2 separate regions of the Salvelinus alpinus genome follow, and region 2 is linked to region 1. Evidence: chromatin contacts called from public Hi-C data. All regions are on one chromosome and are shown on one strand. The core of a region is the stretch at or near the end of the contact, and the rest is flanking DNA. Distances in the headings are between cores, read along the strand shown.

What was found. A called contact is a pair of places that touch in the nucleus more often than the background predicts.
Region 2: a contact with region 1 is called in a Hi-C map of muscle, with 4 times the contacts expected there. The contact joins the promoter of pogzb here to the promoter of LOC139573146 in region 1. A contact is called at or near these places in 2 of 3 Hi-C or Micro-C datasets (muscle and red muscle).

Annotation. Positions count from the first base shown.
Region 1 is chr4:25,664,197-25,671,062 of SLU_Salpinus.1, forward strand. LOC139573146 (acidic leucine-rich nuclear phosphoprotein 32 family member E-like) reads left to right here and starts at 2,410. Exons shown (of 6, transcript XM_071396287.1): 1 at 2,410-2,623; 2 at 3,875-4,024; 3 at 4,254-4,376; 4 at 4,491-4,650; 5 at 4,921-5,030; 6 at 5,433-6,866. The coding sequence starts at 2,570. The coding sequence ends at 5,558.
Region 2 is chr4:25,798,463-25,805,328 of SLU_Salpinus.1, forward strand. pogzb (pogo transposable element derived with ZNF domain b) reads left to right here and starts at 2,679. Exons shown (of 20, transcript XM_071396261.1): 1 at 2,679-2,811; 2 at 3,866-3,981; 3 at 6,032-6,184; 4 at 6,622-6,824. The coding sequence starts at 3,870.

The sequences.
Region 1 (6,866 bases), core at 1,160-3,659:
ATCTAGTGAGCATTACTGATACTACAACATAAACACCGTACAACACATCATCAAATAGAGATTCATGGGGTAAAATATAATTAATATTATCTGTTGCCTGATATCTAGAAGACCATCTGGCAGTTTAGTCCATCAGCCCACTACATTGTGTTGCCTGACATCTAGTGAGCATCACTGATACTACAACATAAACACAGTACAACACATCATCAAATAGAGATACATGGGGTAAAATGGAATGAATATTGTCTTGTAATAGCAGTATTGATATAAGGAAGAGATGCCATACCTCATCTAGTAAATTGTGTAACTATAATTTATATGCATTGGTTCCTACTGGGAACTAGGCTAGTGTTGAAATGGGGCGGGGGCGTCACAGGGAACTATGAAGGAAGATAGTGAAGCTCAATAGACACTTTTGCCACACTGGAGGGAAATCAACATAATAATCTTGGTTTTAGCCTGTGTTTCAGTCTTTTTGTGCCATCATGCCACTCCTCGCAGTTGTCACTCATTGTCATGCATGAAAGAATGGAATAGGCAATAGCCCACACAGGTCTGGGACCAGGCTAGCCTGGCTTGCCAAGCCTAGCATTCAATTACTTTGTTTTGAAAGTTGGGTTGATTACTTCGTTTTTAATTACATTTCGAATAACATATGCCATTTATCAAACGCTTTAATCCAAAGGGATTTACAATATGCATTAATTTTTTATATATGATTGGTTCCGGGAATCGAACCACCATGCTCTACCAACTGAGCCACAGAGGACCACATCTAAAAAATGTAATAGTATAAAATACTTGTCTTTTCTTACTAGCACAGACTTTGCTGATAGATGCTTTATCGAGAAAAGTTTTACTTGCAATGACTTTGATGTGTGGTTGTCTGACCTGCCTTGAATGCACTGACTGTAAAGTCGCTCTGGATAAGAGCTTCTGGTAACTTACCAAAATGCTAATGCATTTTATATTGAACATTTTCATAGAGTCAAAATGTGGATTATACATTACATTTATTATAGCGGAACACTCTAACGCTGTGTTTATAACCTATTGGGAAGGTTGTATTTACCACATAAGACTGGGAAAACTCTATACTGAACAAAAATATAAACCCATATTTCATGAGCTGAAATAAAAGATCCCAGAATTTTTCCATATGCACAAAAAGCTTATTTCTCAAATTTTTAGCACAAATTTGGTTACATCCCTGTTAGTGAACATTTCTCCTCCTGACAGGTGTTGCATATCAAGAAGCTGATTAAACAGCATGATCATTACACAGGCACACCTTGTGCTGGGAACAATACAACGCAACACAATGCCACAGATGTCTCAAGTTGAGGGAGCGTGCAATCGGCATGCTGACTGCAGGAATGTCCACCAGAGCTGTTGCCAGAGAATTGAATGCTAATTTTTCTAAAAACGTCTTTTGATTGTCTGGGCCTGGCTCCCCATGGCTGCACCCCTGCCCAGTCATGTGAAATCCATAGATTAGTGCCTAATTTGTTTATTTAAATGGACTGATTTCCTTATAGGAACTGTAACTCAGTAAAATTATTGAAATTGTTGCATGTTGCATTTATATTTTTGTTCAGTACACTTGAACGCCCCTCGAACTGGTAATTTGTGAAAACCCCTATATCATCCCTGAGTGCCAACTTCTCCCACATAATGATCTTTGACATCACCAGCATTTTCAGCAGTTTAATGCAACAACAAAAAATATTATTTATAAAAAACAATCTATTAATATGGTTTTTGAACACTATGTTTTGCCACTCTCTGTTATTATCTATGCATAGTCACTTTAATAACTCTACCTACATGTACATAGTACCTCAATTACCTTGACTAACCGGTGCCCCCACACATTGACTCTGTACCGGTACGTCCTGTATATAGCCTCGCTATTATTATTTTGCTGCTGCTCTTTAATTATTTGTAACTTTTATTTCATATTATTTTTTTCTGTATATTTTTCTGTAATTATTATTATTTTATTATTATTTTTAACTGCATTGTTGGTTAGGGCTTGTAAGTAAGCATTTCACTGTAAGGTCTAGTACACCTGTTGTATTCGGCGCATGTGACAAATACAATTTGATTTGATACTACTCAACTAGAAATTACCACTTTCCCCACTTGGTTAGGAACACAGCATTATATCAACTGTCGATACTTGATAATGGCGCCAATGAGAACAAAGAGGGGGCGTATCCTAAGTTTAAAAGTGAGGTATTTATCATCTCATTGGTTGACCTGTATTAAATGACAACGCAATCCTGACCAATTACAACTACCACCAAGCCATATTATGTAAATTAGGGCGGTCCCTGTTGAATGGCGCAATAGCTGGCCCAATAGCATGATTAAAAACAGAAAAACGTAATATTCATGTAGAAGAAGGCGTGTCTTAGAAAGGGGGTTGGGTGCGAGGTAACATGGTGGTTTGGTTATCGCCTATCAGCCATAGACAGAAGAAGGTTGGAGTTACTGAGCGCTTGAGTGGTCGGCTTTTTATTTTCATTTTTCCTTTGATTTTGTGCTTTCGTTTGTCTTCAAAATGGAGATGGAGAAGAGGATCAGTTTGGAGTTGAGGAACAAGACCCCAGCCGAGGTATAGTATTACGTCTTTATTTATTTATTTCCCAATGCATTTTGTGAAGGATGACGACTCAACCATGGTGGATGCGAAATGACGATGCTCGATACTCTTTAGCTTGCTAACTTATAGTATACAACTGGTGTGCCAACAAAATATCGGATAATAAATCACATATGGGTGGTTGCCACAAAGAGGATGCGATAGAAATCGATTAGAACTAAAATGGGATCAGAATCTTGATGGTGGCGCGACTTACTCTGACTGAGTTAGCGCTACCAAGGACATCAGCTAGCTAGCTACATGTAGCTAGCGCCAATGCTGGCTAGCTAGACTCCTAACCGGTAACGTTAGTTAGTTAATGGAGTTCAAGATTTCCCAACCCAAATAATGGCCATGTTAAGAATTATCAAAAACTATTGGTAGCCTACATGGACTTTAGTAGCCTAGCTAGTTAGCCAGCAATGCCCTATAATAAATTCTCCTTGGATTTACTAGCGTAGAGCCGACCAGCTCCACGAGTTGTTTTGAAGAACACAATGGAGTTGTTTGCGCATACTGAATAGAAGTGGCTTGTGTGAAAGTAGTGTTTATTTGGTCTTTTAAACAGCGAGTTAACTGAATTTGCGTTCTCCGCAATTACAAGGCTATCAATCACATAGGTACATATTGTAACTACCCATCTTTGGAATGCATTTCATGCAACCTATGCGCCCGCGTGGCGTTTTGCAAGGTAAAGTTGTGCAGAATGCCGCCCATCGTTGTGCGGGTAATTACTTTGTAGCCTTGCGTTCGTGCATCAAATGTTGCATCGGTTGATACGAAGTTGAAACTCGATGAAAGTGTTGGCCAATTGCTATACGCTGGGCCGTTGACTTTGTAAGGGGTATGAATAGTACATGATCAATTTAAACCTCACCAAGATACGTTACTTTATGGCTAGCTAACTACGTCCGCTAGTAGCTAGTGTTACTTTGTAACGTTAGTTAGCTATAGTTCCCGCGACAGTAACAATTAACGACTTCTCTGGCTGGTGATAGTGGCCGCGCGCACTCTGATCATGAGCTAACTTTAGTAACTTTAGTATGATGAGGGGGAGTTGCCGGCAGGAAGGATGTTGACATTCTCTAGCGTAGTTCAAAACGAATACTAGTATGCTACGTCATTTATTCATATTCTATATTTCTTGCACAATATAGCAACAAGTTCATAAAAACAAACTCAATGATTCTGTATCATTTACCAGTAATTCAAATTGTTCCACAGGTGGCTGAGCTGGTGGTGGACAACTGTAGGTCCAGTGATGGAGAGGTGGAAGGGCTGTCAGATGACTACAAAGAGCTGGAGTTCCTCAGCATGGTCAACGTGGGGCTCACCTCCCTGGCTAAGCTGCCCTCCCTGCCAAAACTGCTCAAGGTGAGCATCATCTTCGGTCCAAGATCCTATTTTGCCACTGGTCATGGAGAGGTTAAGATGGTTCACCCACATAAAAAATGTAATCCAAGTAAAAATCTATTCATCTATCTAGCCACATACTATAGTAGTCAAGTGGACATTAAGATATTAAGCATTTTTTTGTCTATGTACTATATAATACTTGTGAACGTAGTATTTTTTCAGATGAATCAATATCTGTCCTCTTCAGCTGGAGATCAGTGATAACATGATCGTTGGAGGTCTGGACCAGCTGTCTGAGAAGTGTCCCAACCTGACGTATCTCAACCTGAGCGGCAACAAGATCAAGGAGCTCAGCACTGTGAAGCCTCTGGTAAGGGAACCCCCATAAACACACCTGGTAGACCCAACAAAGTACTTTCCACTTAATGGATTCCAATCACAATCATTATTACAGAATCTTAACAGCATCACATTGTGATTGCAGAAAAACCTGAAGAACCTGAAGAGTTTGGACCTGTACAGCTGTGAGATCACTACTCTGGAGGACTACAGGGAGAGTGTCTTTGAGCTGCTGCCTCAGGTCAACTTCCTGGACGGCTATGACCACGAAGACAACGAGGTGCCAGACTCAGAGGCTGACGATGGTGAGCAACGACGGGGCTGGGAGGGAACGTGCTGAGGGTGGGAGGAAAGATTTGAGACGTGTGCCCTTGTCCTAGAGCATTACAAAGAATTAACCCAATGTTGTCCTCCCCACAGATGACAATGAAGGGCTAGACTCGGATGCTGATGATGGTGAGCAACACAGGGCTGGGAGGGGACGGACTGAGGAAAGGCTGGGAGGATAAACTTAAGACATGTGCCTTCGTCCTAGACCATTACAAAGAATTAACCCAATGTTGTCCTCCCCACAGATGACGAGCACACAGCCGGCCCCACCAGAGATGGGGACGATGACGAAGATGATGAGGGTTCCGAGGGCGAAGAGGTGGGACTGTCCTACCTGATGAAGGATGGCATTCAGGTAATCATTCATCAAACCCATGTGCAGCTAACAGTCTGTCTCTCTTAGAGGATACACACGAGACAGTGTATAGTCCAAGTCTCCTAGAGGATACACGCCAGATGTCAATTTACATTTATTTCCTGATTCTACACATTGACAGAAAGCTAGTGATTACCACCCAGAGTGGTGTTGACAGAAAGCGGATGTTTCAGATTTTCGGGGATGGAGTATTTTCAACCTATGTTCCGTTTCCCCTTAAAATAGAAGTAGGGACTCGGCTCAGCTATCTTTCTACACCTGCTACGTTAGGGGATTACCACGGCAACCTGCTGCTTTCTAGTCGTTGGTATGTTGGGTCTAAAATCCCTACAGGAAAAGAGAACTCCTAGTCATGTTGATTAAAATGTTCTCTGGCCCTAGGATGAGGAAGATGATGATGACTATGTTGAAGAGGAGGAGGAAGAGGATGGAGTAGGAGTCCAGGGAGAGAAACGGAAGAGGGATGCAGAGGACGAGGGAGATGACAGCGATGGAGATGACGACTAGCCTCTCCTGTAACAGAGCATGGGATCACAACTAGGCTAGAACAACAGGAACAGGAAATCTTTTTTTTTTTTGTATACCATAGATATTACTGTAGAATCTAAGTGTTTAATTTGTTTTGTACATGTTCCATACAAAAAGGAAAGCGGTTTAGAATTATAAAATGGAATGTGGTTTTGTAACATGACAGATGTGGGGAGGGGCTATTGCGTTCAGACAAGGTGATGATTAACTCTGGTGAGAAGTTGTAGTGGCCCATTTCAAGTCCATCTGGTTGTGATTGTCTCCTATGCCATGTTCTCCCAAGACTTTAGTTGTCAAGCGAAAAGCTCCAGGTGCTGTCTGGTTGGCTCATAGTAAGGTTTATATGGGAGGAGCTATAGGAGGACAGGCTCATTGTTCTGGCTAGACTGGAATCAATGGGACGATGTATATATTTTTTTATTTAAGATTTATTTAACTAGGCAAGTCAGTTAAAAACAAATTCTTATTTACAATGACGGCCAACCCCTAACCCGGACAATGCTGGGCCAATTGTGCGCTGCCCTATGGGACTCCCAATCATAGCCGGTTGTAATACAGCCTGGAATTGAACCAAGGTCTGTAGTTACGCCTCTGGCACTGAGATGCAGTGCCTTAGACCGCTGTGCCACTCGGGTATCAACCACATCAAACATATGGAAACCACACGTTTGGCTCGGTTCCATTCTAGCCGTTACAATCCTCATGTAGCTCCTCCCACCAGCCTCCACTGGTTTATATGTAGACACATGGCCAACGAGTAATGTTTAACAGTGACCCGGGCAGAAAGGAACCTTAGTAAGTCGGTATCCCCTCCTATCTGTTCACCTACACTATATGTACCCTACCCGCGCTCTATTGTAGGGATTGCTGACTGTTTCCTAAGTACTTTGTTTAGGACTTGGGATTTGATACCTTTTAAAGTTTGTCCGATCGCATTGTCATCAAGTCACTTTTAATTCCACAATCAAACAGCCGATTTGTAAGTTTTATTTTTAATGTATTGTGCTAGGGGTGCAGATGACTCTGGGCGATGTAGTTTTCAGCTCTCTGGGTAATGTAGTTTTCAGGTCTCTTACTATAGCTCTGATCGGCATCAAGGAAGCCCTAGAGGTGGGTTTAAAGAGCTAATTCGTATTCAGGCTACACAGAGTTAATTTTGGACCAGTTTAGTGACATTCTAAAGCTCAGGTGGACCCCATCTCTCAGAAGGACCTGGTGATAAACAGGAACACAGTTAATGGTCTCATCTGTCCTGACTCCAACTTGGTACCCTGGACTTCTGTCATA
Region 2 (6,866 bases), core at 1,429-3,928, 130 kb after region 1:
TTCTTCAAAGTAGCCACCATTTGCCTTGATGACAGCCTAGGCCTATAGCCTATAAGCAGTCTTTTTGTAACATTGGTTTGTTGAGTGGAATACATGTACATGAATCCAAAAGTGAATAAATTATCCTGGATGATGACCCCGTCTTCCGATTTGGTCCTGCCGTACATACCTACACGTACGCTATGGTCACAAGACGCAGGCCTCCTAATTGTCCCTAGAATTTCTAAGCAAACAGCTGGAGGCAGGGCTTTCTCCTATAGAGCTCCATTTTTATGGAATGGTCTGCCTACCCATGTGAGAGACGCAGACTCGGTCTCAACCTTTAAGTCTTTATTGAAGACTCATCTCTTCAGTAGGTCCTATGATTGAGTGTAGTCTGGCCCAGGAGTGTGAAGGTGAACGGAAAGGCACTGGAGCAACGAACCGCCCTTGCTGTCTCTGCCTGGCCGGTTCCCCTCTCTCCACTGGGATTCTCTGCCTCTAACCCTATTACAGGGGCTGAGTCACTGGCTTACTGGTGCTCTTCCATGCCGTCCCTAGGAGGGGTGCATCACTTGAGTGGGTTGAGTCCCTGACGTGGTCTTCCTGTCCGGGTTAGCGCCCCCCCTTGGGTTGTGCCGTGGCGGATATCTTTGTGGGCTATACTCGGCCTTGTTTCAGGATGGTAAGTTGGTGGTTGAAGATATCCCTCTAGTGGTGTGGGGGCTGTGCTTTGGCAAAGTGGGTGGGGTTATATCCTGCCTGTTTGGCCCTGTCCGGGGGTATCATTGGATGGGGCCACAGTGTCTCCTGACCCCTCCTGTCTCAGCCTCCAGTGTTTATGCTGCAGTAGTTTATGTGTCGGGGGGCTAGGGTCAGTCTGTTATATCTGGAGTATTTCTCCTGTCTTATCTGGTGTCCTGTGTGAATTTAAGTATTCTCTCTCTAGTTCTCTCTTTCTCTCTTTCTTTCTCTTTCTTTCTCTCTCTCGGAGGACCTGAGCCCTAGGACCATGCCTCAGGACTACCTGGCATGATGACTCCTTGCTGTCCCCAGTCCACCTGGCCGTGCTGCTGCTCCAGTTTCAACTGTTCTGCCTGCGGCTATGGAACCCTGACCTGTTCACCGGACGTGCTACCTGTCCCAGACCTGCTGTTTTCAACTCTCTAGAGACAGCAGGAGCGGTAGAGGTGCTGTCCTGTTGCACCCTCGACAACTACTGTGATTATTATTATTTGACCATGCTGGTCATTTCTGAACATTTGAACATCTTGGCCATGTTCTGTTATAATCTCCACCCGGCACAGCCAGAAGAGCACTGGCCACCCCTCATAGCCTGGTTCCGCTCTAGGTTTCTTCCTAGGTTTTGGCCTTTCTAGGGAGTTTTTCCTAGCCACCGTGCTTCTACACCTGCATTGCTTGCTGTTTGGGGTTTTAGGCTGGGTTTCTGTACAGCATTTTGAGATATCAGCTGATGTAAGAAGGGCTATATGAATACATTTGATTTGGCTTGATTCTCTCTTTCACACACACACACACACACATTACATTGTTATGTCATTTTCTTGTGTTACTTTTAGATTATTATGACGTTTTTTTCAATTAGGTTTATTTCGTAAATATTTTTTGAACTGCATTGTTGGTAAGTAAGCATTTCACAGTAAGGTCTACACCTGTTGTTTTCGGCGCATGTGACAAATAAAACATTATTTGATTTGACACACGCAGTTCACTCTGTAAAAATGTAATGTGAGAACATAAAATTGCAATGTGAGTATGTAACATTAATCAGCACATCAATAGTTAGTTCTTGAGAACCCAGCTTTTTAGTTCTCAATTGAAAGTATGGACCACAGCTGGATCAATGAACTACAATCCTGTCACTGTTTTAAAGTTTAGAAACGTTAATAATCTTCACTTCCGATAGGCCTACAGTTTAGGAATCCTTTGTAACTTAACTTTCACATCAGGGTGGAAGAATCTTTTAAATACAAAATATACACTTACTGTATGCATTTTAGCAAAGTTGCATCATTTTTGCACACTGCACATTTTCAAAAACACAGCCCCCAGCCAAAGTACAAAACTTCCTCCCCTGTTCCGCGCCATTGGAAATTGGAGGGGAGGAAGTGTAGTCTCGGTTTGAGGCAATGTTCTTTCCTAAACTGCACAGTAAATGTAGCTTTTGTATTTGAACAATTATGTCTTGCTTACATGAAAGTAAAATTCCAAATGTTTCCAAAATTGTATCGCGTGTGAGGTGTATTTGCATTTAGACAGCATTTTGTTAGGGTCCGAGTGTCTGGGCATTTTTCTCACAAGGCGAAAGAGTAAGTCCAATGGCTCAATGTAATGCAATGGAATTTGAGTCATGAATAAGGGTTAATCAATAGCATCATGATATAACAAAATGGCTGCTTGCAGCTTCAATTAATTTGCCTTTAGTGAGTGTATGGATATTAGTATTGACATATATTTGGTTGAAATTAATACTATTTCATTTATTTGAGTATTAATGACCGTGTTAGAAATTAATTGAATTGAATTAATTACGTTTTTAATGTATTTTATGAAAACAACGCAGTTTTAGGGCAACCCTATTTCCTGAAAATTTGCTCCGCCTCTCTTCTTTACATTGATGGAAGCCAATCACAGTGCAGATTTTAAAGCGGAAATGACGCAAAACTTTGTTTTGACCAATGTAATTTGCTGAAAGAGGTAAACGTTTGTCTCCTTCTTGCGGATTAATATGCCTCCAATGGGGAACATGTAGCCCGCGAAGAATTTCTGTGTGTTCTAGTTTATTAGCGTTCTGTCTTCGTATTGGAAAGGGTAAGTATTTAACTGTAATAGTTTATGGTTTTACTTTTAGTTTGTGTGTCACAAATAATATATATTTTTGTGCCGTAAATATACCTAATATGCACGCTAAACGTTACAGTGGAAAGGCATCAATAGCGTAGCCTACACGTTTTGAGTCAGTAGTAACATTACGCCGACGCAGAATGTATTTTATCTTATCTCTTTGGAATGCGACTATTGCATTACGAGATCATGTCTTCTGCAATACATGTATATAACTTGTTAGACTCACGGAACGAACAGCTGTTTTATTTGAGTCATGCACCTCAAATCTGTCATGCATGTAGAGAACTATTTTTGTCCCCCGCCCCTTTCGTAAATTTCCTAGTGGTTGCCAGGGACATTTAGCGAGAAATTATATCACAATGAGCCAGAGAAGAATAATAGATGAAATCAATTATGTATATATATTTAAAAAAAATACTTTAATATATATTTTTATATCTTTAGAAATTCATTTTCATAAGATTATTTAAATCCTGGACAGATTTTCTATATTTCTGAAACCCAAGTCTCTGAGTCACATTGTCATCATTCAATCATTAGGCTTTGTTTTCTTCAATACTGTAGATTACATCAGGTAGCCGGCAGGTAGCCTAGTGGTTAGAGCGTTGGACTAGTAACCGGAAGGTTGCAAGATCGAATCCCTGAGCTGACAAGGTACAAATCTGTCGTTCTGCCCCTGAACAAGGCAGTTAACCCACTGTTCCTAGGCTGTCATTGAAAATAAGATTTTCTTCTTAACTGACTTGCCTAGTTAAATAACGTTTTTTTTAAAAGTACAATATAATAAATGTATGAAATAAATTAACTTTATAGTTTCATACAAGTTACACAATCACGTGACAGTTATAAAACACTGATATTTACTCAAGCAACAATGGCCTTTTTTTAATGTATGGTGTTCTGACACTGTTCATAGTTCTCTAGCGATAGATCTACACTAATGAGTGTACACTTACTAGACATTTTAACCATTCAGTGTGTTGTAGTTGTTTTATTAGACATTATTTGATCCGTTCAGCAATATGGATGGCGATTTATTCATGGAGTGTGAGGAGGAGGAGTTGGAGCCATGGCAACAGATGTATGATGACGTGGAGGAGGAGTTGGAATTCATAGAGGGCGACAACGACAACGGTGAGCATGCCCATTGGCCAACTATTGCCACAGAGACAGACTGGCACACCCTTTTGACTGTCAACTTGGTGACGGACTGATCACTGCGTCCCTTGTCGTGGTCTGAACATATATGAATAGTCAATGACCCAGTCATATAGTCTGTTAGCATAAGACACGCGTCAAACTCATTCCACGGAGAGCCGAGTATCTGCATGTTTTCGCTCCTCCCTTGTACTTGATTGATCAAATCAAATTTTATTTGTCACATGCGCCGAATACAACAGGTGTAGACCTTACAGTGAAATACTTACTTACAAGTCCTTAACCAACGATGCAGTTAAAAAAAAATACCTACAAAATAAAAATGAAGAAAAAAGTAAGAGATAAGAAAAACAAATAATTAAAGAGCAGCAGTGAATAACAATAGCGGGGCTATATACAGGGGGTACCGGTACAGAGTCAATGTGCAGGGGCACCGGTGTCGAGGTAACAGATAATTATGTACATGCAGGTAGGGTTGTTAAAGTGGCTATGCATAGATAATAACAGAGTAGCAGCGGGGGGTGCAGTAGTCTGGGTAGCCATTTGATTAGCTGTTCAGGAGTCTTATGGCTTGGGGGTAGAAGCTGTTTAGAAGCCTCTTGGACCTAGACTTGGCGCTCCGGTACCGCTTGCTGTGCGGTAGCAGAGAGAACAGTCTATGACTAGGGTGGCTGGAGTATTTGACGATTTTTAGGGCCTTCCTCTGACACCGCCTGGTAAATAGATCCTGGATGGCAGGAAGCTTGGCTGGGCTGTACGCACTACCCTCTGAAGTGCCTTGTGGTCGGAGGCCAAGCAGTTGCCATACCAGGCAGTGATGCAAAAATGTTGAGGATCAGCGTGGCGGATGTGTTGTTATCTACCCTTACAACCTGGGGGCGGCCCGTCAGGAAGTCTAGGATCCAGTTGCAGAGGGAGCTGTTTAGTCCCAGGGTCCTTAGCTTAGGGTCCTTAGCTTAGTGATGAGTTTTGAGGGCACTATGGTGTTGAACGCTGAGCTGTAGTCAATGAATAACATTCTCACATAGGTGTTCCTTTTGTCTAGATGGGAAAGGGCAGTGTGGAGTGCAATAGAGATTGCATCATCTGTGGATCTATTGGTGCGGTATGCAAATTGGAGTGGGTTTCTGGGATGATGGCGTTGATGTGAGCCATGACCAACTTTCAAAGCATTTCATGGCTACACATTCCCGAGTGCTACGGGTCGGTAGTCATTTAGGCAGGTTACCTTAGTGGTCTTGGGCACAGGGACTATGGTGGTCTGCTTGAAACATGTTGGTATGGGAGAGGTTGAAAATGTCGGTGAAGACACTTGCCAGTTGGTCAGGGCATGCTCGCAGTACACGTCCTGGTAATCCTGGTAAGCCTTGTGAATGTTGACCTGTTTAAAGGTCTTACTCACATCGGCTGCGGAGAGCGTGATCACAGTCTTCCGGAACAGCTGGTGCTCTTATGCATGTTTCAGTGTTATTTGCCTCGAAGCGAGCATAGAAGTGGTTTAGCTCGCCTGGTAGGCTCGTGTCACTGGGCAGCTCTCGGCTGTGCTTCCCTTTGTAGTCTATAATATTTTGCAAGCCCTGCCACATTCGACGAGTTTCGGAACAGCCGGTGTAGTACGATTCGATTTGATTGCTGAATTAAGGTCAGTAATTAGTAAGGAACTCCCCTCACCTGGTTGTCTAGGTCTTAATTGAAAGGAAACACCAAAAGCCAGCAGACACTAGGCCCTTCATGGAATGAGTGGCATAGGACTATGCTGTGAATGTAAATAAAATCAAAGTTTATTTGTCCTGTGCATAGGATACAACAAGGGTAAATAGTACAGTGAAATGCTTACTTGCAAGCTTTTCTTCAAATATGGAATATTCAATATCAATGGTAAATTAAGAAATACAGAATAGAAACTGAAAAAAAGAGCTCAGAATCAATACTAGGTCAGATCAAATAAAAACACAGGAGAATGGACGCTAATTCTCATGTAGTTCAACTGTACCTTGCTGTTTATGCCATTGTGTGTTTCCTGCAGTCTGTGAAGCCTCCTTTTTCTCCTCGACATCCCGAGAGACTCCAATTCCCAGCATACCCTCCCTCACTCCCTCAGCTGCACAGTGTGTCCCGGCAACGGTTTCCAACACATTCCCGTCCTCCTCCTCTGTCTTGCAGCGCACCACTACAGCACGTGAGTTGATGTTTTGGGGGAAGAATGGTGTCTCAAATGCATACTGCCCAAAGGTTAAAACAGCTGTCGCTACTTTCAGAAACACAGGAAAAGCTCAGGAATTAATTTTCATTATTAGATTGTACAGGAGTATTTATAAATGTGTTATACACCTCAGAATCAGAAACTAAAGAGAATGCACAAGCTGCTCCTTTTTAAAGTGGCAACACTGATTATAATATACAGTAGGCCTACCCTTAGAGCCGAGGGCTGAAGCAGTTGTAGCAGACATGAGTCCGGCTCATGGTCTCGTGATGAGGTAGCCCTGCCTACGACTTCAAAATCAGTGTTATTCTCAGCAAAGGGGGAACGTCCTCTTGGTCTAACGGTCAAGACATTGGATGGTCCCGCCCTGGACACTAACCACTAGGTTGTCCCCCTTCCTCTGTGTCCCTCAGCTCCTGTGTCGTCATCGGTGTTACCTCAATTTATGTTCCCCACGGGAGTCCCTGGTATGCCCTCTCTGGTACCATCTGGCATGGTCCAGGGACAACAGCTGATCCAGATCCAAACCCCTACAGGTCTGAGCACCATGCTACTGCCCACAGCTGTTAACCCTGGTGCCGGCCCGGCCAATGCCCAGCAGATCTACTTCACCCAGGTACGGACTGCATCAGTGCTCACGGATCTTCTCTGGCCTGCT